Linked DNA regions of Mus musculus: region 2 is linked to region 1. The links are chromatin contacts, called in public Hi-C maps. All regions are on one chromosome and are shown on one strand. The core of a region is the stretch at or near the end of the contact, and the rest is flanking DNA. Distances in the headings are between cores, read along the strand shown.

Evidence for each region. A called contact is a pair of places that touch in the nucleus more often than the background predicts.
Region 2: a contact with region 1 is called in a Hi-C map of nephron progenitors, with 2.7 times the contacts expected there. The contact joins the promoter of Abhd6 here to the enhancer-like site in region 1. A contact is called at or near these places in 1 of 39 promoter capture datasets (macrophages), 1 of 484 Hi-C or Micro-C datasets (nephron progenitors) and 3 of 9 other capture datasets (adipose tissue, liver and pancreatic islet).

What each region holds. Positions count from the first base shown.
Region 1 is chr14:7,899,046-7,904,882 of GRCm38.p6, forward strand. Flnb (filamin, beta) reads left to right here. Exons shown (of 46, transcript NM_134080.1): 19 at 2,839-2,956; 20 at 5,417-5,679. Among named protein-coding and RNA genes, the nearest start is that of Gm45521, 55 kb to the right of the region's middle. Within about 2 kb of position 1,901, at least 97 of the 459 cell types and tissues checked have an H3K27ac peak or open chromatin away from gene starts, as enhancers often do. A contact at or near this core is called in adipose tissue, nephron progenitors and pancreatic islet, where this site is marked.
Region 2 is chr14:7,998,722-8,005,153 of GRCm38.p6, forward strand. Abhd6 (abhydrolase domain containing 6) reads left to right here and starts at 4,167. Exons shown (of 9, transcript NM_025341.4): 1 at 4,167-4,242. It overlaps Gm30244 (predicted gene, 30244), which reads right to left and starts at 5,333. Exons shown (of 2, transcript NR_168596.1): 1 at 5,144-5,333; 2 at 4,771-4,993.

The DNA of each region.
Region 1 (5,837 bases), core at 651-3,150:
GCATTGTAACCTGGTAGAAGAGTTGGGATGCACAGCTTGTGTCTCATTCACAGGAGGAGCCCAAAGCCCCAGATTAGGTGAAGGAAAGCGTATCCGGCAGCCATGCTGTGGGGTGTGGTTCATAGTCCTGAGCCCATCAGAGGGCTGTCCCCTGTGCGGAGAAGGGCACATGTTCTGGAAACGAATGCCCATGAACATGCCTTCTTGTGATGAATTTCTGGGACTGCCAGACTAGACGTTTCCAGAAAGGCAACTATTTGTTGTTTGTGTGTGTGTGTGTGTGTGGAGAGGCATGGGTTCATCTAGCCCTAGATTTTTATATGTCCTTCTCAGAATGTAGACCATGTTTTTGAAGAGCTAAAGCCCCCGAGGAACCCAAGTATTGACTGCTGACTTCTGTTCCCTGCTAGTGCTTGAATGGCAGTTTGCACATACTTACCTACAGTGGACAAATGATATGAATGGTTAGAAATGTCTATAATGATACAGTGTTCAGAGCTGGTTTTGCCTCCAAGAAGTAGGCATGATAGGTGGGCTTCAGGATTCTCCCAGAGATTAGAAAAAGGTTGACTTTCTCAGAGAGCCTGGGCTTTGCCCAAGGACATTGCTTGTCTGCAGTCTCCTAGTCTCAAGTGGCCTAGGTTTCTCACCCCAGACCAACTGCTGTGCTATGTCACTAGGTTTAAGCGGTCACATGTACTACCAATGACCTCTGGGAACCCTGTGATCTCACAAGCCTCACAGGATAGTATTCCCTGTGTTGAAATGTCCTCAACAAAGTGGTGGTGTCTCACAGGATTCTAGAGGAGTTACCCAACCCAGTGGGGATGGTGTCTCTCAGAAGTCTCCAAAGCGGAGAGGCCTGCAGAAGGCTCTCTTGCTTGATCTTCTAGGCTGTCAGGTCTGTGTGTTTGTCTTCTTTTGAATAAAGGCTGGGTCTCAGAAGCATGAAGGGAGAAATAGAAAGCTGTTTTGCAGGCAGTTTCATCTTGGTGGAACACACAGTTGCTCACTGCCTTAGACAGTCCTGTGGGAGAAAAGTTTGTTCTTAGCTTAGCCTCAGAAGAAACAGGAAAGGCTTAGGGCTTGGAGCTGTAAGTCTCCACGGCTGCACACACCCACTCCCACTCCTTAAGGTTGTGTAAGGCAGAGTTCATTTCCTAGCTGAGTTTTGTGTTGCTTCTGAGAGTGGAAACGAAGCATACTTTCTTTTATGAGCTGGGCGGGCTTATCTGGAAAGGGACTTTTTTCATTTGCTCTAGCACTTCAGGGAAATGGCCAGAAAAATCTATCAGGGAGGGGAAGGCTTTCTTACCAAGATGCCTGGTTAGCCCTGAAGTTGGTCTCAGGGTTAGCCTAGCACCCAAGGAGTTAAGCGGCTCGTGGGGAAGTGGAGGCTCAGGAGAGCTGGGGGTGTTGGGGATAGTGCAGCGGCAGAAGTTAGCACTAGGGGAGACCTTTCCTGTTCCTTGGCTGGCTCCCAGCTCTGTAGAATTTGACCTATGCACAGTTCAGCATGAAATGTTAGACCCTTAAGGTGGGCCGTTGATTTTGTGCATCATATAAAACTCCTCAAGGACCGGCTCCTCCTCCTCCGTTGATGCAGCCATCCCTCCTCCCCTTGGCTCTCGTTCCCTTCTTTATTTACAAAAGGAATGTGAGAAAATATACATCAGGCCAAAAGCTACACCCTTTTAACACTCGATCGGTGACAGCTTTTAGCAGGGCCTGTGTGCCAGAGAGCCTGCTGGATTGTCTGGGGACTCCTCTCACTCTCCCACACACTTTGTTATTCCTGGACATCGAGGCGAGGACAACACGGATCTGCTGAGATTGCAGTAGGCTTTCGTGGAGCCTTGCTGTGGAGGGGGGTTATGCAGCTGAATGTAGAGAGAGGAAGTCGGTTGTGAGCTGGCTCAGGACCTGTGGACAAAGAACAACAGCTGCAGGGTTGTGCAGCCATCAGGGCTTCCAGCAAGGGCCCTGCCAGGCTTCCAGCACTGCTTTTATTCCTTCAGTGGAATTAGAAGTTATGTCTATGTGCTGATCTAAGAGCGCTCCTGTGAACACCTCCCTTGTGTTGCCCAGTGTCCCGAAACTGAATGCCAAGGCATTGAAGAACTGGTTCTGTTGGTTATAGCCCAGTGGCTGTACCCATCCATGGCTGGGGTTGGCTGTGGCATGTGGTGATGTGCAGTGGCAGAGCAGAAAAGATAAAGGTTTGGGTGCCAAGGGTATGAATCCAGTGTGTTGGGGGCATGTTCCATTGCCCCTCTGAACCAAGTCTTCTTGAAAAATGGGGGAGGCAGCAGTAAGAACTACTTCTTGGATCTATTTTGTGATTTTTTTTTTTTTTTTGATTTGTCGAAGTACACAAAGTTCATAGTACAAGCCTGGTGTTAGTCCCCAGCCTGTTGTCCCTGTCTACGTTTATCTGATTTTTCTATTGTTCTTGCCATGTATTTCAAAAGCTTAGAGAGTATGTTTAAGATGTTTCCTGAAGCCAGTAAGAGGCATACGAGATACAGCTCTGTTGGTAGAACGCTTGCCTGGCATATGTGAAGTCATGGGTTTGCTCCCCCGTGTTGCATTAACTCGGTGTCACAGTACACACACCTATAATCCTGGGAGACTGGAGAATTGAAAGGTAGAGGTTCTCCTCTGCTGCACAGCAAGGTTGAAGGCTCCCTGAAAGATATGAGACCCGAGAAAAGCTAATTAGAATTAGGTTAATGAACTTGAGTTCGCCATGTCCCTGGGGGGAATGAAGGTTCTTGGGGGGCATTAAGAATATTTATTTCTACCCAGAGGCATGCTCCTTTTTCTCTCTCATTCCAGGGCAACATGCAGGTTCTAGTGACTTATGGTGGCGATCCCATTCCTAAAAGTCCTTTCACTGTGGGCGTTGCTGCGCCACTGGATCTGAGCAAGATAAAAATTAATGGACTGGAAAACAGTAAGTGTCGAATGAGGTCAGACGACCAGCAACTGTGACTGCTATTATTAGATTCCCTTCAAAAGATGCAATTTTCAGAGACACTAATTCTGCCTTGGAGAGATGTTGCAGTGGATGGTCTTGGGCCTGAGCGAGAGCTGTGCTCTGACATGCCTGCCACTTACACTCAGCAGGCTTCCTCATTTGTGCAGTGGGGATGGGGTGTTTGGGGGGTCACTTAGACTCATGGAAGTATTATAAAAATTTTAAATGAGGTAATAATGCAGAAACTGGCATGTTGTCAGCTCTGTGAGACTGCCGATGTTACCACAGGAAGTTTTCATTAAGCGAGAGGCTAGAGAATGTTGGCTTTCAGATGAGAGTCATACTGTGCCAACCATCTTGGGCATCTGCATCACATTAAGGTCAATGGCCCTAATAGAAATCAACTCCTGGCTCTTAGAAACCACAGCCTTCTCTTTCTGTCCTTGCCCTTTAGCTTGTTGTATATCTTACCTCATTTTATATTGTTATAAGTACATTGTAACATCGTTAGTTTATATTAGAATTTAAAGGTTAGTTTTGTTTGTTTTTTAAAAGATTTTATTTATTTATTTTATGTATATGAGTACACTGTAGCTGTCTTCAGACACACCAGAAGAAGGCATCAGATCCTATTACAGATGGTTGTGAGCTGCCATGTGGTAGCTGGGAATTGAACTCAGGACCCCCTGAGCCATCTCTCCAGTCCTGTTTGTTTTTGTGATTCTGAGACTAGAGCCCAGGCCTTTCTGCATTCTGGGCAAGCACCCCCTGCCCTTTATGTTTTGTTTGTTTTGTTTTTTTATGGAAAACTCCTAACATAAGAGACTAGCACAGTATGAGTGCAAGCATTCTTCCTTATGCTCACATGGTCTTCAACCCACTTTTTTTCACCAGCAAGGTCTTAACATACATACACCTCCGACCTTTTGACATTGCAGAATGTTGTATGGTATCATCTACAGAGTTCATGTTTGAGAACCACACAGTTGAAGGGCTTGGGGGTGGTTATTGTTTCAAGTGATATTCTCTGCATCGGTGGCTGTCCTAGGCAGAGTGTGGCTCCATGTAACCCCAGAGTTGCAGGCTGGAGATGCTGATTCCTCTTTCTACAGTTAACCACAGTTCTGAGAACTGACTGATGAGTTTTACAGCATCTTTGCGTTTTAAATAAGGTCTTGCATGTTACTTCCATCCCTCCTCCTGCATCTACACATACAGATGCCAGAGAAATCACCTGGCAGTATTTATTTTCATTGAAGTTGTACTGCTTTGCCTATCGTCCATGGCTTGTGCTACCTTTTAAGGTTACATTTTGAACATTTGACTCCAAAAGCAGGAAGAACTTGGTGCCTCTTAGGGAAAGCCTCTGTCCTGTTGGGACACAGAGGTGTGGACAGTTGTGATGGCTTCAGCAGCCTTCTCCATGTCCCCAGGAGTTGAGATTTGACTGCGTTGTGGCAGCATCTTAGATTCCCTGTGCTTTTGTTTTGGCTAAAACCCTTTCCCTGTTTTTGTTAAAATAACACCTGGCTTTCCTGCAGCCTTGTCTTACAGACTGTTTAAAGATTTAGTTTTATTACTTTTAAATTTGATTTTGCTTACATGTCGGGAGAGAGGGTTGCATGCACCTGAGAGCAGCTGCCTGTAGAGACCGTAAAAGACTGTCCATCTCCTGGAGCTGTCATTATAGGCAGCTATGGGATTGCTCATGTGGATGCTGGGAACTGAAGTCCAGTTTCTGCAAGAGCAGTATGTGCTTAACCACTGGGTCATCTCTCTAACCCTAACCTTGTAAATATGCAGGATCTTGCTGTGTGACCCAGAAACCATTTAAAAGACATCAAAGTTACTTCTCAGAATTTGCCAGCTGTGTGACTTCTCCCTTCTTGTGGGTTGGGGTGGCAATAGGATTGAACTTTCTGCAGGAGTTAGTAAATAAAACATTGACTTAAATTAAGGATGTATTTACATATAAGATTATCACCTCAAGGAAATGAGGAAGCAGGCAGAGTTGGACTATACTGTAACTATAATCTTTCAAATCTGATTGTGGGATTAGAAAATTTATGCTTGAATGACAGCTTTGTGATCTGTTAGATACGTTGTCCCAGACAATTTACTTAACCTCTCAGGGCCTCAGTTTCCCCATCTGTAAAGGCCACTGTTGTTCACTAACAGCCCATAGAGTTCTTATGTCAGTTGAAGGAGACAATGTACAGTATTTGTGACTGGCATACAAATTGTTTAGTAAACAATTCAGTGTTAATGAGACATTGCAGTGTATAAATGCCATTGTGTTAGTCCTGCTTCTGGACTTTTGAGTCAGCTGTTACTTACTGAGGGAAACACCCTATGTCCACCGGGCCATCTTGACCTTGCTCTCTCTTTTCCTTGTTGCTGTCAGCTCATCACTTTAGCTTGTCTCCCTTTCTACAGGAGTTGAGGTTGGAAAGGACCAGGAATTTGCCATTGACACCAACGGGGCAGGAGGCCAGGGGAAGCTGGATGTGACCATCCTGAGCCCTTCTCGGAAGGTGGTGCCATGCTTGGTAGCACCAGTGGCTGGCAGGGAATGCAGCACAGCCAAATTCATCCCTCGGGAGGAGGGGCTGTTTGCTGTAGATGTGACCTATGATGGACACCCAGTGCCCGGGAGCCCCTATACTGTGGAGGCCTCACTACCACCAGATCCCACCAAGGTCGGTTTGGGGTTGCTTTCTTGTTGCCATTATGGTTTGGAGTTCTCTGGTCCTACCTAGGAAAGATACACGGAAAGTCTCTGTGGTGAATATGAGCTCTCAGTGGCTGACTGATATTCTGCAATTCAGTGTGCCAGGTTCTCTCAACAGTTGAGCCA
Region 2 (6,432 bases), core at 2,917-5,416, 100 kb after region 1:
ATTATATAGTAAAAGCTCTCTGAATGTGTCTAGCTCTCTCTCTCTCTCTCTCTCTCCCCCCCCTTCTCCCTTCCTCCCCCTCCCCCACTTTTTTTCTGGTCTCAGGTAGCCTAGGCTGACTTTAAACTTGCCATTCTCCTGTCTCAATGTTTCCTGTACTGGAATTACAGGTATGTGCCACCGTGCTTGTCTAGAAATAATTCTGTGAGTCACTGTGATGGCCTTTGTGTATGGTAGCGGTTCTAGAAGAGTGTTTTTGGTGGTAATCACTGCCAAATGACAGAGCCAGGAGCGTTTCCCTCAGAAGCTCCTGGTTTGTGTTAGGGTAAGAAGCTCCATTTTGATTCTGACGAGTTTCAAATACACAGAAACACCAAGCTCTCTGGACACCCAGACTGTGGCATAGGGGTCCCCAGTGGATTATGAGTCATGTTCTCGGAGCATCATATCTTCTTCTGAGTCATCCTACATTAGGCTTCCATAGGTTAATCCATCAGAAGCCACACCAGCTGAAAAGGCAGAGTAGGAAAGCAGGTTGGAGCAGCTGTCAAACCTCAACTAAATGGTGACTCACAAGTGACTCTCCAGGTGGGAATGACACTCTAAGACAGGGAATTCCTCTGTAGAGGAGAGCCTCCGAAGAGGCCCCCAGACCAAACTTAGATGCAGGTCAGTGCCATTCCAGTCCATAGTGTTCTGATTTAAGACATCAGCTCTGGACACTTTGACACGAGTAGTTCTTGATGTGGTATGTGGAATCATTGTACACAGTGGGGCTTTCCAGACACTTTCTCAACAGTTTGCCCTCACAAGGGTGGAGGTTGCGTTACGGAATATGATTGATAGAACTGTGTTAAGAGGTGGTGGAACCATTAAAACAAGATTAATGACTAAGAGGGAGCAGTCCTCTTCTACAGGACTGGGCTTGTTCTAGCAAGAACGACACATTAAGCCAGGTGTGATGTCACATGCCTGTCATCCCAGGACTCCACAGGTGTACGCAGGTTGAGTGAGACAGTCTAAGCTACATGGAAGACTATCTCACCTCCAGGTTGTTACAAACCAATCCTCCCACTGGGTTCTGCTTTCTTCTCACTCTGCTTCTTCCTCCCCATGTTTTCTGCAATGTGTTGAAGCAGTCAGTAGCACACAGCACCTCCCTGACCGGACCTTCCAGCCTTCTGAGCCGAGAGACAAGATGAACCTAGTTTTGTTGTTGGTGGTGGTGGTGGTGATGGTGGAATTGTTTATTTGTTTTGTTTTGTCTTGTATTTGTTTCATTTTCAAGACAGGCTTTTCTCTGTATAACAGCCCTACATTTCCTAGCTATATGTATATAACTAGCTCTGTAGACCAGAACTGGCCTGGAACGCACAGAGATCCACCTGCCTCTGTCTCCTGAATGCTGGGATTAAAGTCAAGCAGCCACCACACCTGGCTCTTGTTTCTTTATAAATCAGCCCAGTATTCTGTTATACCAACAGAACTCAGACTAAGAAAAGCATGAAAGGATGACCAAAATGCCTTCTGCCTTAACTCAGAGTTAAGGAATTAATGGGCTTGTCTTCAGTTTCACTGAGTTTTCTGGGTCTCTGAAATATCTGTATCCAATGGCCAAAAGTCAGTCACAAATTTGAATTGCCACACTAAATCTCTAGCTCAAATCGCCTTGCGTCCCATTGGCTACTTTAGACTTTCCAGTTTGCCCAAGCGTGATATCAACTCAGTCCCTAGGGTACTAGTTTTGCAACACTAAATAAACAAGTCACAGGCAAATCGGAATTAATTGATCATTCTGGCATTAGGGTTAGGTTAGGACGCAGAGGATGGGCAAGCAAGAAGTAGTAGACATAATATTTATTTTACCTAAGAATTTCTTAACATGGATAAATGTAAGAGGTAAATGCTATACTGTCCCTATTGTATAGTAGGGTATAAGCTGGAGCTGAGAGAGAGTAGACAAATTCTCAGAGTGTCCATTGAGTGATCGGCAGAATTGACATGCCAGAGACCAACCAGTGCCCTCATCCTTTGCTTTGCATTGCCCTAAGGAGCTCCTGTGTAAAGGTGGTACAGAGAAAGTCCAGAAACTGTATTTAGAATTAATTCTGGGACTAAAAGCCAATTCTCTACAGAAAGTCAGTGGAAGCTGTTTCCATGGAGACCCACTCACATCCAACCTAGCTGTGTTCAAATGTAGCCGCAATGGTGAGGAGGCGTCGTCACTAAAATGAGGTGCATTTCCAACAGTCCCCCCAGTTTCTCCAATGTCTCCCACAGGTTGTGAATTCAGTGGAGTCTTTACCTCAGCCTGCAGCATGTGTCTCACAAAGCCTCGGAGGTCCTCCAGAGCGCCAGGTTGGTTGACAGGCCCTTATCACCCCTGCAGTGACTTTGGACAAGTTACCCAAAACTGAGGTTCGGTTTCCCTATGGTTAAACAGCAGACTCACAGGCTGCCGCTGAAAGCAAGGGGGTTAATGCACACAAACCGAAACGTTACGCCCAAACTAGGGAAGGAGGAGAAGTTCCGCCAAAGGCTAACTGCTCACCTGCCCTTAACCAGACCAATCTGCTTGGGACCTGGCCTGAAAAGGGCGGAAAGCCGATCACTCTGCTCTCTACCAGCTGCTTTCTTCTAGCTCTCTTCCACAGCACCTCACTGGCTGTGTTTCAGCATCTGTCACCATTCTCACTCTGAGCTCAGCCTGTTCCCTGCCACTTCGGGATCAAGTGGCTCACACACTGGAGCTGTTTCCACTCCCCGTGCAGCCCACTGTGCCGCCAGCTGCAGTGATAGGGTTACTTGTTTGTTTGGCCGCCCACACAGATTGTCCTATGCTGCTTTGTGATTCACTGTCCCCTCTAACCTCAGTTCACAGGAGAGGGAAGTAGGTGTGCTGCTTGCCTGCCTGCCTGCCTGCCTGCCTGCCTGCCTGCCTCCCTCCCTCCCTCCCTCCCTCCCTCCCTCCCTCCCTCCCTCCCTCCCTCTCTCTCTCCCTTCCTTCCTTTCTTCCTTCCTTTTTCTTCCTTCCTTTCTCTTTCTTTCTCAACAGTTTCGTTGTCCTGCAACTCACTCTATAGACTCAAGAGATCCAGCTTGCTCTGTAGACCAGGCTGGCCTCAAACTCAGAGATCCACCTGGCTCTGCCATTGGAGTGCTAGGATTAAAGGTGTGCCCCACCACTGCCCTCATCGGCTTCTTAAAAATCCATCTCTGTGCTGTGCCTCATGTGTGAACTACTGTGCTCCTGTTCTAAGTCCTGAGGGCTCCCCCCCCCCTTTTTAAAATTAGGGATGTTTTTGCTTTTCTTGACTCTGCTCATTCCTACGGATTTTAGAACAATCTTATGTCCCTTGAAAAGTGCTGTTGAAACTAGTGCTGCAGTTACCCCCAGTCTAACTTCAATGCTTTCCTGAGCCCTGGATTCTGGCTGCATCTAGTAACCAGGGGGAGCCCTTTGTTAGAAATCAGAGTCACACCTCAGGGGTTCTAGATCTGCTTGCCTCTCTGCCCTACCTGAAGTGGGACCTTCAAAAGCATAGGCTATTGAAGACCACAGGGATGTTTCTATTTGGCACGATGAGTGGCCTTTTCTCTTGATCTGGTCACTTGAACTAAATTGCGTTATTGGGTACATTTCATTCTATTCTGAACCGCGTTCCCCTTGGAGGACTTTTTCAACCAGGAGCTTTTTTATATGGTGCTGAGAAGTAAGTCAGGATTGAGTTTTGGATTTGCTTTGGATTTCCTAAGCTCTCAGGGCCAAGACCCTGCATAAATCTTTTTGGTGTGATACTCAGTAGTGCCAGGCAAACAGTAGATGCTCAATAAACGAAACAGTACCCCACGTGCTTCGTGGCTTCGCAGGGCAGAGTGGCTATGCCTGCGCCCTAATGACCCCCCCCCCCCAGCACTTTTTGTGAAAGGGATGATTCGGCTTGGCCAATGGGTGCTCGTGCGGAGAGGCGCTCCGGGGAGGGATACTGACTGTATCTCCGGGTTTGATATTTTTTGAACCGGGGATGGGGAGCGTCCCCTGGAGAGCGTCCTCCAAACAAATTCCAGCTGCTGAGACGACGCCTGATGCGGGCTGGGAGGGTTTTTCTGTCGGAGGGCGCGAGCGAGTGCGTTGCGCCTTTAAGGAGTCAAGCCAAGCCCACTGCCGAGAGCGAGAGTGCGCAGGTGCGGGGACCTGGGACTGGAGGGCGGCGAACGGGCAGCAGGACCGCGGTCACTGAGGTAGGTCTGGTGAGCGAGGCAGAAGGAAAGGCGACGGTGGCTACGCTCTTAGGAGAGGGATGGCAGCCTCCCATTCCTACGACCTGACCACCTGCTCCCACTTTCCGAGACCAGTCCCTTCTTCACCCCAGCATCGCAAGGGTGAATGCAGATAAGTCCCAGATACAAACCTCCCTTCGTATTCCATTTTCCCGCTCTCTCTTAAGGTGCAAATCCCGGGTAAAGGCCTGAGACGTCCCCAAGCCGGGTCTCGTCGCCACTGGTTGGCCGCCTGCCAGCCTCCTTAAACCCAGGGATAGAGTGAGAAGTGGAATCTGCATCCTATTTCTCTTCCTCCTCCGGATGCTCCGCGCTTGTAGCAGCCGCGGTGCCTTTCTCCTAGTGCCAGGATGGATTTAGTCCCGCGCTCCCCCCAACTCCTTGCTTCCTACACCACCCTGGAGCAGGGCTACAACTCGCTCTCCTGGTACCAGGGAATCTCGGCACCCTTTTGAGGATTCGTAGTCTCGTTGATTTAAAAAAAAAATGTCAAAGCTTAAAGACCTTGTTTTTGGAGTTTGAGAGAAAACTGGGCAGGCAAGATGTAAATCTCTGTGGCTGATGGTAGAGGAAGAGGAAGACCCTACCTCGTGTCCTTTGAAGTAGGGTCAAAACAGGCGCAGCAATGGGAAGTCTGCAAGCAGCTGTATGGAAGGAGTTCCGAATGTCTGGGAGTGAGTGTTCAGAATGTCAGGGCAAGCGTGCTTAGGATCTGAAGAAGAGGCGGAAAGGGGGGAAGGGGAAAATTGGATTTTTGAAAGAGAGCTCAGAAAAGCGGGTAAACTGAGCAGTGAAGACGTGTAAGCAGCCGCTTTGTGGGGTCTGTATGTACTTATCTCATGAAGGTGATTATTGTACGTACCATTACCTTAGCAGTCTTCAGGCATATCAGCTTTGCTAAGAGGCGGTCTCCTGGCTAGGTGACTGACAAGTCCAGTTGGATCAATTCTTAAAGACCGTGCTTTACCGGGAGGAAACGCGGTCTTTTTCTGGGAATCAACAAAGACCACCTGCCTCTAGCTTCCTCCCCTGCATATGGCACTTGAAATATTAAAGAAAGGCAATTATGACGCTTCCTTTTCTTAAAAAAAGAATGCGTTGCCAGGGATACCAGAGGTGGAACCCAAAACTCATGATGGGAGGGGCCAGTCCATTCTCCAAGTCCTGTCTGGCTGTCTAACACTCCCAAATGACCTAGTCCCAAATGACCTAGTCCCAAATGACCTAGTCTCATGTCACCTCCCCTACCATGACCAGACTTCTGTACTTCCCCTAACATCTCTCTTCTTCCACTAATATCAAATGTGCCTCCTTTCAAGTTGTGCTTCCCAGCTTTTGGCGGAGTCAGGATGCTGGTCTAACTACTTTGACAGCCAGAACTCGTTTTATCATCCCCGAGGCTTTCTGGTCATCCTAGAGATGCAGATTGTGAAATGCTAGCTGCAGGACAGAGCACATGATTCATTCCCGGGTCCACAGATCTAGGGAGAGACCACATCCACGTAGTGGGGCACAATCAGTCAGCTGTGTGTGCAGGGGATAAGTATTTTGAGTTAGGTGCTAGGTGGTTAACAAAAGGAAGTCCTGCTCTAGCTGGGACCTTGAAAACAACCATTGCTTCACTCCCTGCTCAAAAATCCCTTGTGACTGCCCGGCTGCTCCTAGCTGGTATTGAAAAATTGAATGTAATTATAATGGCTAACATAAAGTTAAGTACTGACTTCCTGGCTCTGTCCTAAGCCACTTAAAGAATGTCACTGGAGTTACTGCCCTGATAGTACCACAAGGTGTGTGTCTGGTTGATACAATTCTTAAGGGACAGTTCTCTGAGACTTTCAAAAATGTCCCTTCCCAAGACACTGAGTTTGACCTCAGTGTCACTGAGCCACTGACTTTCTACCTAGTTTTAAGAACTTCCTTTTTTTTTTTAATTTTTACTAATGTATATGGATGGTTTGTCTGCATGTATGTCTGTATATTATGTGTATGCCTGGTACCTAAGGAAGTTATATGCGGGTGTAAGATTCCCATGGAACTGGAGTTACAGATGTTTGTGAGCCACCATGTAGGTGCTGGGAATTGAACCTGGGTTCTTTGCAAGAGCAGCCAGTGCTCTTAACTGTTTAGCCAGGTTTAGCCCCTGTGGCTAAC